Linked DNA regions of Mus musculus: region 2 is linked to region 1. A link is a contact called in public Hi-C data. All regions are on one chromosome and are shown on one strand. Each heading gives the region's core, a stretch centred on a gene start, on an enhancer-like site or on the middle of the called end of the contact. The rest is flanking DNA. Distances are from core to core; before and after follow the strand shown. Region 1 overlaps Ctnna2 (catenin (cadherin associated protein), alpha 2). Region 2 holds the start of Ctnna2 (catenin (cadherin associated protein), alpha 2).

Region 1 (5,450 bases), core at 1,065-3,564:
CATTTGGATATTTTGGGTCACTACAATGAACATGGTCAAAGGCCTAAAGCTAGAGAGTTTTCTAGTTGGGGAATACATACTTTTCTTTTGATAAGTGGTCATATAGTCAAACCATGGTCTAAATATTCCTGTTTATACTCATGGACTAGAGATACTGTCAGCCTTGCTCAGAGTAGTTCTTTTTATAGCAGACTATGATTAAGGCAGACACATATATATAGTCAAAGTGATAAGAGTGAGTGAGCACTAAGCCCCAAGGAGAACATTTCTATCAATCTCCTTTAAGCCCCAGTTAAAATCAACAACAAGCAGGAAGGATATAAGAGGCAGAGGATGGGGAAGAGTGCTATGAACCAGTCTTCTGGACAAGATGTGATATTAGTGTTGCAATCATGAACTCAAAACGTCTATAGTGGTTTCCCGTGCAAGACTTCAGTATTCTATCCAGGATGAGAGTGAGTCTTGTGACCTGAGAAGCCAGTGGCAGCAGTTAGCTAATGGTTGCCTGGTAAGGAAGACTCCATTTCAGCCTGGTAAGCTGTCTTCAGACCAATAGACAATCTCTTACCCATACTCATATAAACAATCTTAATTAAATGCAGTGGCCTCACACACAGAAGTTGGGCAGAAGGAGATTAGAAGGAGTGGAAATGGTAAGACAAGGCAATGGGTGTCAATATGATCACAGCGCATTATGTCTCTATATAAATTTGTGATGAGGTTAAAGACAACAATGTTTGGGAAAATATATGTATACATGTAGTAGGCATGAGAGAAGTTAAGCTTTTGATATGATAACGTAACTTTGCTCACTGTACTCTTTCCAACCCAGGAATAATTCTGTCATTTATCTTCCAGCAGAAATGGCACACATAGTTTTTTTTTTTTTTAATATCAATTCCAATATATTCAGGACTGACTTCAAACATTGAGAATAACAGTGATCCTCTGTAATTTCTCCCTCCATGCCTTGAGTGCTGATACTGCAGACATGCATAGTATGGGAATTCTAACTGAGGGGCTTTCTGAATGATAGGCAGGTACTCCACCAAGTAAGCTACCAGCTCAGCTCAGGCACTTAGAGTTCTTAGAGGGACACATGCAATTCTTAAGGTAAATTTCTATTCATACCTATTGCTATCCTAGAGCCAATGACAGTAACAAGTGTGCATCCCGTGTTTGCTGAACTGCTGAATTCCTGTGGGCGTGACCGAATATAAAGTAAACAGAGAAAGCAGAGCCTCATGAAAAGATTACCAAGCTGCACTGTGCAAGCCTACAAGTGTGTCAGACTTTGTTTAAGCAGCCCTCTTCTCCAGACGGTTCCACAGAAGCAGACATAGTTGCCATCAGTACACGATGAGGACAGGAGTCTGTGCACATTCTTATCTTTCTGTTCTTTGTTTGCTTTCTTAGTGAATCTGCCCCATGCCATCTCAAATGGGCAGGGTATCTACAACCCATAGAGAACATTGTAGGTATTAACCTACTGATATCTGGAATCAGAGTGTTTAAGCTCACTTAGAAGTAATAGCATTGGGTTTTCTCCTTTTAGAGATGAAGAGAATCATGGGCTCTATAGGGCTGAGGCAGCACGGAGCTGAATGACCTCAAGGTTTAGCCATTTGAGCTTAGCACTCACTTAGCAGAGAGTCCCTTGCTCGTCATCCTCTCCATGTGCAGCATTAAGATGTAGACAATGTTGCTCTTTCACCCAGTGGAGTGACACGAAATTAAAAACAAAATAAAAAACACGGAACAACCGGTCAACTATGAAAAACACAATTTCCTGAACCCAACCTGTCTCTCTTCCTCTTTTGAGCTGTGTTCTTTTGTTTTTCAAAACCGAACTGTGAAAGCTACTCAGTGAACCCCTACCACAGAGTCTGCTACAGCCCAGAACATGCCTTGCAGCCTGCATAGTGGGCCCTTTCCAGAAATATACCTTATGACTGGGGAGTTCAGTCTTGGGAGAGACAATCAGGGACCAAACTACAGTCATGTTAATCTGAGTGATACTTCAAAGGATCTTCCTCATGTAAGTTTCCATAATTAGAATCGGAGTATTAATAACTTGGAAGGAAGCATCTTATGAAACAAATTCTAACATTTCAACGCCTTTACTATGTTTGAGCCATTTCTGATTGCATCTCATTTTCAATAGCATCTAAAGGCATTTCATATGAGAAACAAGCTCATCCCAACTGTGTGGCTTGGATGTGCCTGCTACTTGATAACATTGTTTCACACAAGGCTGAAAACAAGGTCGGAGGTTGGATAAAATAGTATTTAGTCAGAAGATAGGTGTTTTGGTCGGACTTGGAACACAGCTTCCTTTCATTCACTGACCTTGACTGAGGAAAGAGCTCACAGAGACGCCTTAGTAAAGAAAGAGCTCTGTAAAAAAACAGATGTAGAAAGTGTGTCTGTTTTGTTAACAGAGAATTCAATTCCTGATTAAAATAATTGAAGTACTACTATTGAAGTAGCCTTGATGTCCTTGTAGTTCTGTCAATAGGCCCATTGGGATTTTGAAAGAGGAAGTCACATTGTTATTGAAACATATTAACCTCGGTTTTCAGAGAGGTGAGGGCCGTAACTTTTGCTTGAAATTGACTTGAATGATACTTCTTGATTTGCTAGCTGGATCACTGTCCTTCACACAGAAGAGACCCTTTGCTGACGTGGCACCTACAGGACAGGTTGTTTCCTGGTAACAATGATTGACCCATATTGAACCATGTCCGATCTCTCATTGGGTCTGTCTCATCACCATGAAGAGGATTTGTATCCATTTACCTCCTACCTGGGCAATGCTAGAAAGAAGTGGTAGCCGAGACTCAGAGCATCCCTCCTCTGTGCAAATTGAACTGTTTTATAGAACTGTTAGGGTTGTGGCATGGACCTGCCTAACACAATGCACATCTGAACAGGAATGGATAGCTGTGGTTTTGGTATAGGACGTCATCAAGAAGATGATTCTATTGCTCATGGTGACGATATTACTTTCTGGTTTAATTCTGATATCTGGGGATGATCTAGATATCGTGGATTTGATCAACATTAATTCATTATGCAATATTTGGCAGATATTTATTTTTATGGGAGGAAGTTAATGAGAGATTGCTTTGACTTAACTAATATTAATACATATCAAAAATCACAAGGACATCAGAGTTTACTGAGTTTATGTACTTTTCCATATCTGTTGTGAAGTCACTGCACACAGATGAATACTAGCTAATTCTTGATGATCTAAGAGAAGGAAATTCTACTACCTTTGCTGTCGATTATTCTAGAATAAGCCAGTACTCAGTTAAGGGACTCTTTCTCATCTCAAATCTGCCTGTCAATTTTGGAACTTAGCCCTAGCTTTGTTTGCTCTGCCTGTGTGACAATGGAGATCAGTCATTTTATTTTGTTGTTGTTGTTGTTGCTGCTTATTATCTCACAATAACCTTTGACATCTGAAAAATATTCCGAATTATTCTTAAGTTTTCTTTTCTTAGCAACTAACTCCTTTGCCTATTATAAGATTTTAGGGCCCCGGGAATCATGTTTAGTTTCTATATGTGCAGACATCTTCCAGTTCTCTATTGTCACTTATCAACAAGACCTTCTTTATATCTAAAACTGGGAATGTAGTGGAAAGGTCAGTTAGAAAGTTTGGAGTTTAGGAGATATCTCGGAACTACAGCCGGGAAAGTTTTAAAATTAGCTACTCTTTCAGGTCTTTTACTTCTAAAAATTGCTTCTACTTCTAATTCTTCCATTTCTAAGTCTTTATCAAGGGCTTCATTTACATTCTTTCACCTACAGTGTGAACCCATTACTTCTTACAGATTAAAGAGTCTCATGGAACATAATAAATCCTGGAAAATTAACTTCCTTCCTCCTAGCTATCATTTTTCTCTCAAAGGGATGGCTCGTCTCATGGAGTCATAATCCATAGCAGCTGGTGTGGCTCTGTAGTCCATCACACTGTTCATTTCCTTGCCTGTTGTATTCGTTACTTTTCTGGTATATGACTATATATCCAACAAGAAGCAATTTAAAAAGAAGGGTTTTTTTTTTCCCTACTTAACAAGCCAAAGGGTATCATTCCATCATGGCGAAGAAGAAATTGCAGCGGCTGAGAATGGTTTGGTGACAAAGGGATGAATCAGCTGGTCATGTTACTTTACAGCCAGTAAGCAAAGGAAGATGAGGAAGAAAAGCTGGGCTGTGAAACCTCAAAGACTTCCCCAAGGATGTCCCTGGAGGAAAGGAAGGTGTTACCTGCTAAAGCTTGCACAATGCTCCCAAACAGTGCCACCTTCTGGGGAGTAAAAGAACATATGATCTGATGGGGGATTTTTTACATCACAAAAACTCCCATGGTTCATAGCTAGACATTCACACAGTGTTGATAGCTCCTTACTGAATATGATGCTGTTATGCTGAGTGATTCAGTTGTCTAGTGATAGGAGAATGATTGTGTGTCTCATTATTAATGCCAACTTAATGAGATTTGGTTTTATATTGATGATGCCAATTTAGCAAACATCTGGTGTGATAAAGGATGTAATATGTAGCACCATTCATCTTTTATGAAAATATTAGTTACATGTGAGCTCTTTGCAAATAACAGTTTGGTATACAGTAGGTACTGGGAGGAATCAGTAGGCTATGTTTTGAATCCTGTCCTGAGGAAGCTTTCCTATGATATACCATACTAGAAAAATGAAATACACATGATATTTATGCTGAAGCACAGAAGATACCCACTCCACACAAAGTTGCTAAGCTCTGTCCAAGTTGGCTTCAATTGTCAACTTGACACAGCCTGGACAAAAGCCTGGGTTGAGGAATGACCTAGATTACATTGGCCTGTGGACACATCTATGAAGGATGAAGAAGGCTCAGTCTACACTGGGCAGCACCATCTCTGAGGAGGTGTTCTTGCTGTAAATAAGAAGGTAGCTGAGCACAAGCATGGGGGTGCACAGACAAGCAACAATCCTTTATAGTTCCTGGGCTGAATTACTTCAATGACTTGTACTAACTTGAATGCATAAGCTAAATAAACTCTTTGCTCTCCAAGCTGCATTTTGATGACAGTGATTTATCACAGAAATAGAAAGAAAGTAAGAAGAAGCTCAAAGTGGCAGGAGAGCTCCATTCCCATAGAGTATCAAGGATGGCACGGATTTCAACACAAGGCAGTGGAAATAATATAGCAGATGGAGGTTAAGCCAAATCTTATATGCAAAAAAGCTCAAAGGTTTGTGGGAACTATTGATCTTCATTGTTGTTGGGGTAAAAATTGTTACCAGAGAAAATGCTAGACATGGGTGTATCGAATATAAAAGTAAGGAGAAAATTAATCCCAATTAATTCAAAATTTATTTAATGTCATAGAGATACTTAAATTATGCCTTTATTTGCCATTTGCAAAACATGCCCCTGAT
Region 2 (5,450 bases), core at 2,079-4,578, 38 kb before region 1:
TGTAGGAGACTTGGGCTCAGTTCCCAGCACCCACATTGTGTAGCCCATAACCACCTTATATCCCCAATTAAGGGATCTAGTATCTTCTTTTAGCTTCCCCAGACACATCCATTTATGTGTACCCACACACATATATACATAATTAGAAGATTAAAAAATAAACATAACAAGAGACAAATGATCATCAGGAAGTGAAAGAAGACAGGGAAGGATAGAGCATGGACATATTTTAGAACAGGAGAATCATTCCTTGTGATGCTATGCTTTGTGGTACATATGATTATATTATTTGGAAAATCCAAAGTATGCAACAAACCAAGAAGAAACTTTACTATAAATTGAGGACTTGGGGATAATGATGGGTTAGTTTAGAAAGGAAGATGATTGTGTGGGAAGATGTAAACAATTTATAGACATTCCACTCTCCACTCAGTTTTTCTGTAAGTCTAAGGTAGAAACCCTATTAAAAAGAGACATTTCTCAGGAGAACATCACAGAAACAAATTTCCAAAGCTGACAGACTGAATAAGGGCCCCATTCTACAGAGTTCTGACATTTAAATGTATAAGCTCCAGGTGTAATTTTACTTAAGATTGTCAGTGTTGTTTGGGAGTCTTTTCTAAAAAAAATCTACATGTCACACCATTGCAGATAAAATTATCCTTAATTTATATGATACTTTTCCATTTGAACACAAAAGTGTGGATTTAACAATACTCTGTTATTTTTTGGCATTTATATTTTGAATAAATGGGGACATGGAAGACTTATGTTTCTGAGGGTCAACAGTTTGAATGCAGAAAAATCAAAGATGTAAAAAAAAAATCTAACCACCAACAAAGGAAATAAAGATATATGGAAAGGACAAAATGATAGCTTTGTGGAGTTCAATGACATATATGCCATTACATATAATGTTTATACTATTAATTGAAAAAATGACAAATTTCATGTTCTGTTTGGATTTTCAATAGAAAGAGGAAGGAGGGCTTTCCTTCTTTCAAAATACAAATGAGTTATTAAATTTCTTGGAAGCAGAAAGCAAAACTATCAGCTGCCATTTGCCTGATTGTGCCTTAAATCTATTGCTTGAATAATTTCCTAAGACAATCTGACAGACAACAATTTGGTACATTTTGAAAGCATGAGATAGGCTCAGGCTATGAGAAATTGGAGATGGTTTTGTAGCATATTTATAATTAACACTAATTTAAACATTTCATGAACAAGAAGCTTACAAATTACTTTTAAATTTCTTTCAATAATATCTTATAGTCTTGATATTCACTACAGAGATATCCAAGGGAAATCTCATTTTCACAGGGAAGCAGATAGTGTAGACTAATTTGTTGCCAATTAGAGCAGAATTATAAATGTAAGCCTAATTAGCAGAACCAAAAAAAATCTATATATTTCAGTTTAAATTTTCCAGATTCACCCAAACAAGTGGAAAAATATCACAGTAATATGTGGACAGTGGTGACACAAGTCTTCTATCCCAGCACTTGGGAGGCAGAGGCAAACGGATCTTGGATTTCTGAGTTTCAGACCAGTCTGGTCTTCAGAGAGTTTTAGGCCAGTTAAACCTTGTCTTAAACAAAACAAAACAAAACAAAACAAAACAAAACAAAACAAAACAAAACAAAAAACAAAAGCAAAAAATTCTGAGTAATAATATCAGGGGAAAAAATCAGCCCTTTGAGTATTCCCCTCATTTAACTGGAACTGTTGAGTCCTTATTCTGGGAATATTCAGAGTTTAAGGTGCCCATTGCTTCCTGGATAGCGCCATGTAGCTCTGATATAGGGTTTCTCTGCTTTTATAGAAGCACTTCAGCAGCCAGACTCTTGTTAGTTCCACAATACAAGATCTTGCAAGTGCTTACTCTAAACCAATGCTTTTTTTCAAACTCTAGTTGAAGGCCAGCAGCCAGTCTCCTCCAGTTCATGGGGGTCATATATTATAGCACAAATGCTTTAAGTGATATGTATATTTTATTTATTTAGCTAACTAGCCCGTCTATTTTGTTTATTTGTTTACTATCCCCCTTCCCCACCCCTGAGTATTTCTTCAGTTTCTATAGGCTGAGAGCAAAGAAAACACTGAGGAAAGAAAGCTGGCCGGCCTGCGGTGCTACTGTCCGTGGTCCTGAAGCACAATTGTGTGATAAAGGTGTTTAAAAATCATCGTTTAGCCTGCATTTTATGATATTGTCCACTTTTCCCCTAGACGTTTTAAATGTGATCAGCGGTTATAGGAAAGGAAAACACAGTCAAGGATACATTGGGGAAGAAAGAAGAGGAGCATAGAGAGTTAGTCTAGAGATAGTGAGACACTTGTGTTCCATGTAATTTCCTAACAACTGAAAACGTTCCATTTGGGAGCAACAGTGGATGAAAATACCGCGACAGAGCCAAGGATAAAAGGGCATTAGCAATGCATGTATCCAGTGATACAGGGTCATTTAAGTATAACATGAACAAAAGATCCAGTGAACCAGGAATCCAGATGGAATAAAGTGTAGGCTGTATTCCAAGTTGCCAGAAGCTTTCTTCCACTTTTTCCGCTTTGATGTAGTACAGACAAAGCCAAAGTTGTCAATCGGCACTGTGATCGAACAAAGACAATTGTAACTTATGCTTCTTCCTGTATATAGCGGTGTACTGGTGTACTGTTTTTGCCTCTAAGCAAATCTCGCAGTTAGACCCCATCACTAAGCTCCCAGTACTTCTGGCTGGCAAGGCACTCATGTCTCTAGTCATGTTCCCAACTCATGTAACCCCTATGAAGCAGAGAGTGACCTTAAATATTTTGGATACTTCAACATGCCTAGAGTGCTTAATACAGATAACTACAATGTCTTTCACGGAAATTGCTTTCACGGAGGTTTGTTTAACAGACACAGCCCTGATTTCTCTAACAGTTCCATCCTCTTTCAGGCTCTCTGGCATTCGGGGCTACAGGTCCACCTGGGCTGCACCGGGCCCTGGCCTCCTGCTGCCACGTGGTAAGGTCTTTCTGAGTGTGGAACCCCATCTGTCCTCCATCCCCTATGCAGATCATTCTGGAGTCCAGCCCCTCCCTGCAGGGCCCGCAACAGCTCCTGGTCCCCGCCCAGAGGGTAACGCCATTGCCATGGAGACGGCACCTGCGCCCTCTGTGGCTCCTTTCTCCAGTCCCTCCCCTCCGGCGCTCCCGGGCGGCGCTCCCGGGCGGCGCGCCCGCGTGCCCATCCTTTAGCAGCCCGGGCGAGTCGCGGGCACGAGCGAACGAGCAAGCAAGTGAGCGGCCGCGCGTGCGCACTGGCCACCTCCCCTAGCGGCGATCCGGGCCGCTGCCGCTCGCTTGGGCAGGACGCGGGGCGGGCGGGGGGAGGGGGGAGCGGCTTTGCTGGCAGCCCTGAGTGAGGCGGAGACCCGGGCGGAGCGGGCGGCACCGCACCTCGGCCAGAAGCAGCTGCAGCAGCTGCCCTAGTCCCCACCGCCGCCTCTCCAGCAGCTTCTGTCATTCCGCGCCAGCTGCTGCAGACAGAGGACGAGGAGGAGGAGGCGAGAAACTCCCACCGACCCACAGAGGTGAGTCCCGGGCAGAGCATCCTCCATCCTTGCCTGCCTCCCTCCCTTCCTGCCTCCCTCCCATCCTCTTCGTCCTCCCCTCCCTCCCGCTCTCCAGCCCTCCCGCCCTCATCTTTCCCAACATCCCTCTCTCCTCTCCGCTCCTTTCTCCTTTCCAGCCTTTCTTTCATCCCTTTCTTCTCTCACCCAGCCCTACTTCCTTCCCACCCTTTCTTTCTTCCCTGTCTTCCTTTCAGCCACTCACCCTTCAGCTCATCTTTGCATACCTTTTATCTATCTTCTCTTTATCACCCCTCCTTTTCTTATCCTCACCCCCTTCCCTGAGGGTGGGATGGTGGGAGCATCCTTGCCTGGTACAACTGTCCGGATTCGGGGGTTTCTTGAAAATTGGTTTCCTGTACCAAGAGAGGCACGCTCGCGCAAAGGATGCCCTGCAGTTCTTTACATTGTCAAGATTAAGGGTCAAGTTGGACAGAGTACTGGAAACTGGAAGGAATAGAGTCCAGGAACAATCTATGGATGTGTGCTATAAAGGGTGGGGGTGGGGAGGTTGTCACTTAGATATGTTTCCAACCGTCCCCCACTCCCCTCTTCAACAGTTTCTTCCTTTCTTTTTTTCCCCCTGGGATTACACATTCCCAGTGTGTATCACACTAATTTAAAACCCAGGCTTTTCTGCTGTGATTGTCGTCTCCATGAGAAACCACAAGGAAAGAGAAGCCTGGAAGGGAACAAGAAAGAAAAGAGGGGAGGGGTGAGGAAGGTTGGCAACAGTGGAAGCCTGAATCCCTTCCTCTAGGCCTTTCTGGATTGATGTTTTCAAACCACCCGCCTAATATTCAGCTTGGACTTGAACCTGTGTGTCCTTGGCTCCGTCACTACTTCACAGACAGAAACTCTCTCAACTTTAATACCGGTGCATTACACATTGTGTTTTGCTTGGTATGCAAAACACCCGGAGAACTTGCTTTGAAGAAATAGAAAGATAACACTTTTTGTTCATCCCTGGTTAACTTCAAGAAAATGAGAATGGCTAGCCAGCTATTGAAGAATGAGGCTCTCCTTTGCCGTTTTGTAAACATATCATTTTGATAGCTTTAGCTGTGTGGTAGGATACAGCACAGGCACCCTCAGTCATGCTCAGCCGCCTTATAGAAATCTTGACATTTTGGGGGGAAAATGTTCTGTGTACTTATTCCTAGATGTGTTTACACTAATGGGAAAGTTGAATTAGCTCTGGGAAGATTGTTCCTGAGAATTTTAAATTTTCGGTCAGTTTTGCATCAGTTGCTTGCACTGAATCTTGTGTTTCACATTGCTGTCTTCAGCGTCACTTCAGTACATTTCAGTCTTCATCAAGAATGGCATGGCAGTTTTTCTGTTTGCAAATGTTTCTGAAAAGCTTAACTTATACATGGTGGCACAGCCATGCTGCTTCAGTATAACGTCTCGGGGGCTCTGATTGTGTGCATAAAAATAAGCTGAAAAATCAAAGACTTAGTTTGCCCCATTGAGATTCTTCCGAATGATTACTCCACCCCCAGCCTTAACTTTACCATAGTTAATTTTCTTGTATAGGTAGCATGTATAGAGGGATCCAAAGCTGGATTCACTGAAGTTGCAGTCAATAACTATAGCATGGAGAAAGTCGTGGATTTATTCCTCTTGTTGAAATTTTGATGACTTTCCAGCAGTGTAATAGGCACTTTTGCATTTTATGTGACTGTAAAGTAGGAGTTGAGATGAAGAGAATTGCCTTCGAAAGTGACAGAGTGCCGACCTGCCTAAACGACTGATACTGATGGCCATGTGGATTCATATTTGGAAAGTATATGATATTAGCAAACAAGGGAAGCCTCTCTCTTTCACCTTCCC

What was found. A called contact is a pair of places that touch in the nucleus more often than the background predicts.
Region 2: a Hi-C map of Sertoli cells shows a contact between it and region 1, with 3 times the contacts expected there. The contact joins the promoter of Ctnna2 here to the enhancer-like site in region 1. A contact is called at or near these places in 1 of 484 Hi-C or Micro-C datasets (Sertoli cells), 2 of 115 datasets of contacts at active chromatin or transcription factors (embryonic stem cells and neural tube) and 1 of 9 other capture datasets (liver).

The regions. Positions count from the first base shown.
Region 1 is chr6:77,938,800-77,944,249 of GRCm38.p6, reverse strand. The region is part of intron 1 of Ctnna2 (catenin (cadherin associated protein), alpha 2); the gene reads left to right. Among named protein-coding and RNA genes, the nearest start is that of Ctnna2, 38 kb to the left of the region's middle. Within about 2 kb of position 2,314, at least 6 of the 459 cell types and tissues checked have an H3K27ac peak or open chromatin away from gene starts, as enhancers often do. A contact at or near this core is called in Sertoli cells, where this site is marked.
Region 2 is chr6:77,977,545-77,982,994 of GRCm38.p6, reverse strand. Ctnna2 (catenin (cadherin associated protein), alpha 2) reads left to right here and starts at 3,328. Exons shown (of 20, transcript NM_001109764.1): 1 at 3,328-3,575.